Regions from separate parts of the Mus musculus genome. Here region 2 is linked to region 1. The links are chromatin contacts, called in public Hi-C maps. All regions are on one chromosome and are shown on one strand. Each heading gives the region's core, a stretch centred on a gene start, on an enhancer-like site or on the middle of the called end of the contact. The rest is flanking DNA. Distances are from core to core; before and after follow the strand shown.

What was found. A called contact is a pair of places that touch in the nucleus more often than the background predicts.
Region 2: a contact with region 1 is called in a Hi-C map of Th2 cells, with 5 times the contacts expected there. The contact joins two enhancer-like sites. A contact is called at or near these places in 2 of 15 datasets of contacts at CTCF or cohesin (large pre-B cells and pro-B cells), 2 of 484 Hi-C or Micro-C datasets (Th1 cells and Th2 cells) and 2 of 115 datasets of contacts at active chromatin or transcription factors (Th17 cells and large pre-B cells).

Annotation. Positions count from the first base shown.
Region 1 is chr15:9,453,211-9,457,314 of GRCm38.p6, forward strand. All of the region lies in intron 1 of Capsl (calcyphosine-like), which reads left to right. Among named protein-coding and RNA genes, the nearest start is that of Capsl, 19 kb to the left of the region's middle. Within about 2 kb of position 2,236, at least 86 of the 459 cell types and tissues checked have an H3K27ac peak or open chromatin away from gene starts, as enhancers often do. A contact at or near this core is called in Th17 cells and Th2 cells, where this site is marked.
Region 2 is chr15:9,665,914-9,669,957 of GRCm38.p6, forward strand. It overlaps Spef2 (sperm flagellar 2), which reads right to left. Exons shown (of 37, transcript NM_001305042.1): 17 at 2,877-2,988; 18 at 1,221-1,378. Among named protein-coding and RNA genes, the nearest start is that of Spef2, 81 kb to the right of the region's middle. Within about 2 kb of position 1,823, at least 7 of the 459 cell types and tissues checked have an H3K27ac peak or open chromatin away from gene starts, as enhancers often do. A contact at or near this core is called in Th17 cells and Th2 cells, where this site is marked.

The DNA of each region.
Region 1 (4,104 bases), core at 986-3,485:
GTGTTGCTGCATCTGTTCCTTATACAATTTATATTGCATCCTAACATTTTTGCATAATTGAAAAATTATATATGTTTCAAATACTATATATATTAAGGGCTGTCCTGGAGGTCCGAGCTTTTACCATTTTGCTGAGACATTAGACACACCTTCATCTTCAGGACCCCTGCTATCTCTAAGTGCCATGAAGTCATTAACATTAACTGGGAGGACATTCCTTGGAGGACCCTGAAAATATGTACAACATATACAAACAAGCCTTATGCTCTTGGCAGTCACAGACACTTGTGGAGGCCCAAGTATATTGGCCGTGTCCCAGGGGCAGGAGCCATGTCATTCTGTCTTCACCCAAGGCCATGGGGACCCACAGAGGGAGGGAGAAGGAAGGAAGGAGGGAGGGAGGAAGGAGAGAGGAGGGAGGGAAGAAGGAGGGAGGGAGGAGGGAAGAGGGAGGGATAATTCAGTTTGCAGCCACCAGGTAGTACTAAGACAACCCAATGGAGTGGAGAAGTGCAGGTGGGGCCTTATTGAATCTTTATTCCCTACAGGTAAGCCTAAACAGAACCTTTAAGAAGAAAGGAAGAAAGGAAGGAAGAAAGGAAGGAAGGAAGGAAGGAAGGAAGGAAGGAAGGAAGGAAGATTAATGCAGAATAGACTTGATAAACTTGTGTGTGAAGTTTGGAGAAGGAAGACTAATAAGAATCATGAACTTTAAATAAAAGAAAAAAATCTGAGGTTATAGGAAAGGACACATGTTTGCTTTCTTGAGCAGGAAAATAGTAAAGATAAAAGGAAGACACATTTGTCTCTGTCTCTTTTATCTATCTATCTATCTATCTATCTATCTATCTATCTATCTATCTATCTATCTATCTATTATCCATTCATCTATTCATTTGTCCATCTATCTTTCTGTATGTTTAAAAAATTCCTTATGACACATATCATTCTTTTCTCTTTTCACGTGATAGTCAAAATAAATTTATCTTTATTGTAAAAAAAAAAAAAAAAGAAAGAAAGAAAAGAAAACAAGAAAAAGACATGCTCTCAGAAGCAGATCCCTGCAATTGCAACTTTCCACATCTCATCCGACAAGAACGCTGGAAATCCTGGCTGAGAACTCTGTCAGGGGCAGCAGCCAACTGTACAAAAGAGCGATGGAGTGAGCAAGCCAGCTTGGCCCCAGTGCACCAGTCTCCTTTGTGGCTGGCTACTCCACTCAGCCTCTGTTCCAGATCTCCCAGTCACTGCCTTCTGCTGCTCTGTGGATATCCCCTTCACTTGCCATTGTGTGTGTAGCTGGGCGAGGGTAGGGAGAGGTAGAGGCAATCAACAGCTTTGTAACCCTAGTCTTCCCTTCCCCTCAAACTCCCAGTTCAGTCACTTGCCATTTTAAATGAATTCATCACTGTCCAAAGGGTCCAGCTGTCATATTGGATGCACCAGGCTCCACTTGGTCGCACACCTTATCTTCTGTACCTTCTCTTCAATTCACCCACAGGGTTCTCTACATCACTGTTCTTTCCTTTTTGTAAGCACTGTAGTCCACCTTCATCCCTTAGTCTCATCCTAAGCTCCTTTGAATTGGAAGTCAGTTACCTGGCTGGTTTTATACTTTCCCCATCTCTCCTTCCAACACTTCCTTTCAGTCTCCACCAGCCTTCCATGGTTTGGTTCAGCAGTTCAGACCACTTGCTGCCCTTCCAGAAGACCCTAGGTCAGATCTCAACACTCATGTCAGGCAGCTCAAACCTACCCACAACCAGATTCAGAGCGTCCAGCTCTCTCCTGTCCTCCTTGTGTACCCTTACACATGTGACATACATGTCCATGGACACATACAAAGGGAATGAAAATAAAGATTGGTCCACTTATGTTATTTACTCTTCTGCTTTGTCCAAAGCATGTGGTACAGCAATCGTCTAAAATATATGGTGCTCTGCCTTGTCAGAGTCTCATAGCTCTAGCCTTGATAACTTTTACCTTCTATTATGAGTAAAATGTAGGCATTGTGACACCTCAGAAAGTCCGTGTGCTGGGCTGTGATATCTGCGTCCTTGGATAGCTCGGTCATGGAACTAGAGGGGGATTCCAGGCCATCTGTGTCCTCCGTTGCCCCACACCTAGCAAACTGGTTAGAGGTAATGAATCTCTCAGACATCCATAGAAGACATGGACAGAACTGTGCCTCTGATGAGAGAACTGTACATATGCTGAGCCAACACATGGTGGTGCTGTGGTCACATGCGTCAGAAAGGACTCCTTTGTAGGCCAAGTCCAACCTGACATATGTTGTGCTCAAAGGGTCTTTTGGATTCAGAAACACTTTAGTGTGGGGTGTGATGTCAGTGACATCATGATATTGTATCCAGAGGCTGCATGTGCCATTGAAACCTCAGATCTCTTGAGTGTGTATTTCTTTATCAGAAATAGGACTCTATCCTGCCTTTCTTTCAAACCCCAGGTCCTGAAAACTTTTTTTGTCCTGTTCTGCTTTAATATTAGGCCTCAGAATTCAAATTAAGAGCGTGGTTCTTTCAGGTACCCCTCTTTCCTCCTGGCCTGAGATGGTACATTGAAAAGAGGACATAACGTAGTAAATATTGGTTGTTTGTCGATGAGTTGAGGGACCAAATTATGGAGAAGGATGGTTAATATGGGCATTTCAAACACCATGCTTGGCTATAATTTCCCCCCTGAATTTATCAAGTCATATTCAGAGATATCAGCTTACATCATCCCTGGTAGAATTGGCCTCAGAAGGCAGAAGTAGGCAGAGTCCCAATTCCCAGTATCTGCTCTTCCCAAACTCTGTTTTTATTTTGCATAAGAAAGTGCCAGAAAAATTCACTTACATGCTGATACACATGGTGGAAGAGAAAGAGTTCTGCTAAGACTCAAAAGTCCAATGTCTGCTGTTTGAGGCCACTTGCAGGAAAGTTATTTTACCAATCTATACTTTGGTTCCTGTTCCTAATGTGCACCCACCTTTCATGCATCAATAGCACTTTTGAGTAGGATCTCTGAGATAAAAATTAAAGTTAAAGGAAGTCTACAGGTGGGATCTCCATATTGACTATAGTATGGCTTGACAAAAGAGCAAAGGGTCCTGGAGCTAGCATGCTCCTGCTGTGGTATGTGATGCCTGCTGTGTCCCTCATCAGATGCTGAGCAGATCCTGGTGCTGTGTGTTCTCTGGTCCATATTGTCATAAGCAGTGAATAGTGGAGACTTTGGGGGGTAAGCTCATATTCACCATGAATAGGTTTAAAGGACTCCTTTGTAGGCCAAGTCCAACCTGACATATGTTGTGCTCAAAGGGTCTTTTGGATTCAGAAACACTTTAGTGTGGGGTGTGATGTCAGTGACATCATGATATTGTCAGAAATCAGGTCTCTAGGATTTTGGTCTTGGGCTTTTTCCACTGAAGTAAGAGCTGTGCGAACTAAGTCTGGACTGCCCAGGTTACCTTCTTCTATATCTGAATATTTATTACACAAACAAAAACAAATGGAGAAAGGTGTGAGTGTGTGTGTGTGTGTGTGTGTGTGTGTGTGTGTGTGTGAGAGAGAGAGAGAGAGAGAGAGAGAGAGAGAGAGAGATGGAGACAGAGACAGAGACAGAGAGGGGGAGAGAATTGGTTTATCAATTTTCTTATAAACCTTGTTAGGTATTGAGGCTATTAACCTCCTAAAGGGAATATATGAGTTACTGCTAAGCATCAGTAGCATTCATATTGAGAAACACAATGAAAACAAAAGCAACAGAGGTTAGCATTTAATCCAAGTTGGAGAATTTTAAATGTTGAGTCAAAGGCATATGGAGCATTATAAATAAAAATAATATAGAGCACACACAATTTGTTCAAACAAGTGAATGCTGAGAAATTTACTATTAAATAATGGTTCAGGCGGGCAGTGGTGGCGCACACCTTTAATCCCAGCACTTGGGAGGCAGAGGCAGACGGATTTCTGAGTTCGAGGCCAGCCTGTTCTACAAAGTGAGTTCCAGGACAGCCAGGGCTACACAGAGAAACCCTGTCTCAAAAAAAAAAAAAAAAAGTTTCAGGATAAATGGCTTCTGGCACTTCCATGTGTACCCACC
Region 2 (4,044 bases), core at 573-3,072, 210 kb after region 1:
AAATAATAAATAACTCAAGCAGTATGATATGAGATGTAGGATGCCAGGTGTAAATGGTAAAACTACTGTTAGTCTACCAACTCAAATGGATGATCACACACCTAAGAATATATAGACAGCAATTAAGTGGATTTTGTGAGTTAAAATAACAATGTGCTGGATGGTGGTGGCTTGTGCCTTTAATCTCAACACATAGGAGGCAAAGGCAGGCAGATATCTGAGTTCAAAGACAGCCTGATCTACAGAGTGAGTTCCAAAACAGCCAGACCTACTGTACTGGCTAGTTTTGTGTCAACTTGACACAGCTGGAGTTATCACAGAAAAAGGAGCTTCAGTTGAGGAAATGCCTCCATGAGATCCAACTGTAAGGCATTTTCTCAATTAATGATCAAGGGGGGAAAGCCCCTTGAGGGTGGGACCATCTCTGGGTTGGTAATCTTGGTTCTATAAGAGAGCAGGCTGAGCAAGCCAGGGGAGGCAAGCCAGTAAAGAACATCCCTCCATGGCTTCTGCATCAGCTCCTGCTTTCTGACCTGCTTGAGTTCCAGTCCTGACTTCCCTTGGTGATGAACAGCAGTATGAAAGTATAAGCCGAATGAACCCTTTCCGCCCCATCTTGTTTCTTGGTCATGATGTTTGTGCAGGAATAGAAACCCTGACTAAGACACCTACACAGAGAAACCTTGCCTCCAAATATAAAAAAAAAAAAAAATAGAAAAAGAGAAAGAAAGAAAGGGAGGAAGGGAGGAGGGAGGGAGGGAGGGAGAGAGAGAGAAGAAAAGAAAAGAAAAGAAAAGAAAAGAAAAAAAGAAAGAAAAGAAAAGAGAGAGAGAGAGAGAAAGAAAGAAAGAAAGAAAGAAAGAAAGAAAGAAAGAAAGAAAGAAAGCAAGCAAGCAAGCAAGCAAGCAGAAGGATGGAAGGAAAGAAGGAAGGAAGGGAGGGAAAGGGAAGGAAGGAAGGAAGGAAGGAAAGAAGGAAGGAAAGAGAAGGAAAGAAAGAAGGGAAAGGGAAGGAAGGAAAAAGAGAAGGAAAGAAAGGGGAGAAAGAAAGAGAAGAAAGAAAGGAAAAAAGAAAAATACTTGATGACAAAAAGTTGGGTTGGTATGAAATGCGGGGGTGGGGTGGATCTGTGAGAAGTTGGGAGAGGAAGAATATGATCAAGATACAATGGTTACTCTTAACCATTTAATATGTTCGCAAACATATGTGCATAGGATTACCTTTGATCTTTTTGTTTACTGTTTCAGTAGCAAAAATTTCTTTTACTTTTTGGCATAAGAGCGCTTCATCTATTTCAGCATTGACTTTCGTCAGAATGTTTTTTGGCTGTGTAAACCACTCTTCCAACAGTGGCCAGTTGTCCAAGAAGCCAACAATTCTGCGAAATAAAGACATTATATGACTATGTGGTACTCATTTAAGTGTTTGTGTAAAAAGACATTAAACATGATATCTAGTAGATTGACAGTTCATAATGAAGAAGTAGCCTGGCCATGGAATTCAGTCCCCAAAATTAACTTTTATGGAATCTATATGTGATGGAAAAATACTAAATTTAAAGAACTTGTCTGATGGCATCAAGGTTTAAGCTTTAGAATTTTAGAAGTATGGATGGAAAGGTTTGAAAATGCTAAGCATTTGGCAAACATCTGGCTTTTGTTCAAATCTCTGTTTGAAAATGAAAGAAAATATCATTCACAGTAATGGCTGACTTCATTTAATGGCTCTTTCAGTGATGCCATAGCCCCAACACTCAGGTCATACTTTTTATTTCCCTTATAGATACAAAGTGAAGAGGTCTTTAGGTAAGGAGAGAAGGCACAGGCTAGTTAGCTTTGTAAAAAGTTATTCTTGAATCATTGTCTCCCTCCCCCACCCTTAGAGCATAGACAGCTTCCTATAGCTCAAATTATACTTCCTGCTCATTTATTTTTAGATATCTCGAGTTTCATGAAATTGCCTAATTTTGTCTAAATTTTCTTTTCCAAAGAAAAGTTACACACAATTCAGAGAAATCCAGGTAACTTCATTTTGGTAAACTCGAAAAGCTACTATAAACTTTTTCAGTTTTGACTTTCAGTTCTTTGAAATTCTGTGATCTTTCACTGGTAGTAGTGTTTGCTGAATTCTACAGATATAACTTAAAAGCATTTTCTTTTTCACATTTTTTCTTCTTTTACTTTCTTGGCCTTTTTTTGTCAGGTAATTTTATTAATCATGTTAATGCTAAAGTTTGAACCAATGACAGATAAAATGATTGTATGTCTCAAGGTTGAAGTTAATCATGCCTAAAATCGTAGCCATCAAACCTGAAACTGTTTCACCTACACTAATGCATTTATATACTTTTCATTCTTTTCTTCTCTTTTTAGACACACACACAAAATACATTGTTACAATGTATTTCAATACATTATATGTTGCATAATAGGGTAAGAAAAGGGAGTCGCATAAACATGATTCACTGTCTTAAAAGCAAGCTGTTGATGAGTTGGTATTTGAGAGATACATTAGCAGGAGTGTCAACCTGACCCAGTGTACAAGCCATTTTTAAGGCACTGAACATTGTAAAGATAACCTGATTTTTAAAATTATTTCATTTTTGTGCTAAAGATTTTTAAAAGATATTTTTTGCTTAAAAGCATTTTCTGATTGGCTTGTTTCCCCAGACTCTGACAACTGTGGCTGCAAATATAAACGTTTTTCACATACTATTTCACTCAATGCAGAAACATAGTTTTGATTTAACCTGTAGAAGATTCTGTGGTAGGGGATGAATCTCCTTTCTTTTTTGTAGATTCTTATCATTTGAAAGTCACCAATTGTCACCTCTTTGAAGGGCAACAAATAGGAAGTGCACAAAGCAGAAAACATACCTGTGCTGTATGTGGTCTCTTAAGTTCCGGTCCTCGCTCTTATTATCTTGGCTTGTACCAGTTCCAGGACGGCCAACATTTTCATGAGAAATTTCATGTGAGATTTCTTTAGCTATGGTACAAAAATTACTTAATTAGACAATCAACCAAACCAATCAAAGTTGCTACTTACTGACAAAACATACTTGTGCAAGATTCCAGGTAGAAATAGCCATATTTTGGTTTACAAATGTTTCAGTGTTTATATTAACATATATAATATATGCAAATATATTTAAATAGAATATATTTTGATTATGTTCTTTTCATTCTCCACCTCCTCACAGATTCTCTACCACCTCTCTACCTATACAATTTCTTCTTCTTTCTCAAAAAATAAAATAAAATAAACAAAAACATTGGTCAAAACAAACATGCAATAAGACAAAAACTCCCAAAACAAAATGGAAAGGATGACACATGCACAAAAGTACACACACACACACACACACACACACACACCCTTAAAATCTTTGTGCTTCCTCTTCCACATAGATCCCCGAGCCTTTATGGGAGCTGATTGGCTGATTGGTGAAGGTATACATTTAGGAAGGAGAGGTTCAAAGCCTCTATTTCTCTGTGCATTGTCCAGCTGTGAGTCTCTTTGTTGACTTCCATCTATTTTAAGGAGCAGCTTGTTTTATAAGGATTGAGTGATGCCTTGATCTACGGGTATAGGAATATGTCATTAAGGGTAATTCTATTGCTATATTCCTTTAGAAGCCTTAGTAGTAGGTTTTCCTCTAATTCTGTTCCCCTACTTAGTCTTTGATTCTTGACTATTTAAGAAGTGTCAGGTATGGGTTTCATCTCATGGAGTGGAATTTAAATTCAACTTGTAGAAAGTGGTTGGTTACTCCCATAATGTTTGTGTACTATTACACCAATATATATTATAGATGGGTCTTTGTAGGTCATAGGGTCTGGTGCTGGGTGTTTCTGATGTTTACTTCTCTCCTTTGGCATTGTGCAAAGTCTCTCCAAGAACCATGACTGATAGTCACTAGGGCATGAGTCTTCTAGTTGGGCAACAACTCTATTTTCTCATGTGTATATAAGTGATATTTTCAGCAAGGATGACTTTACTCTCAGTTTATTGATGGTAACTAATATTCTTGGCAATACCATA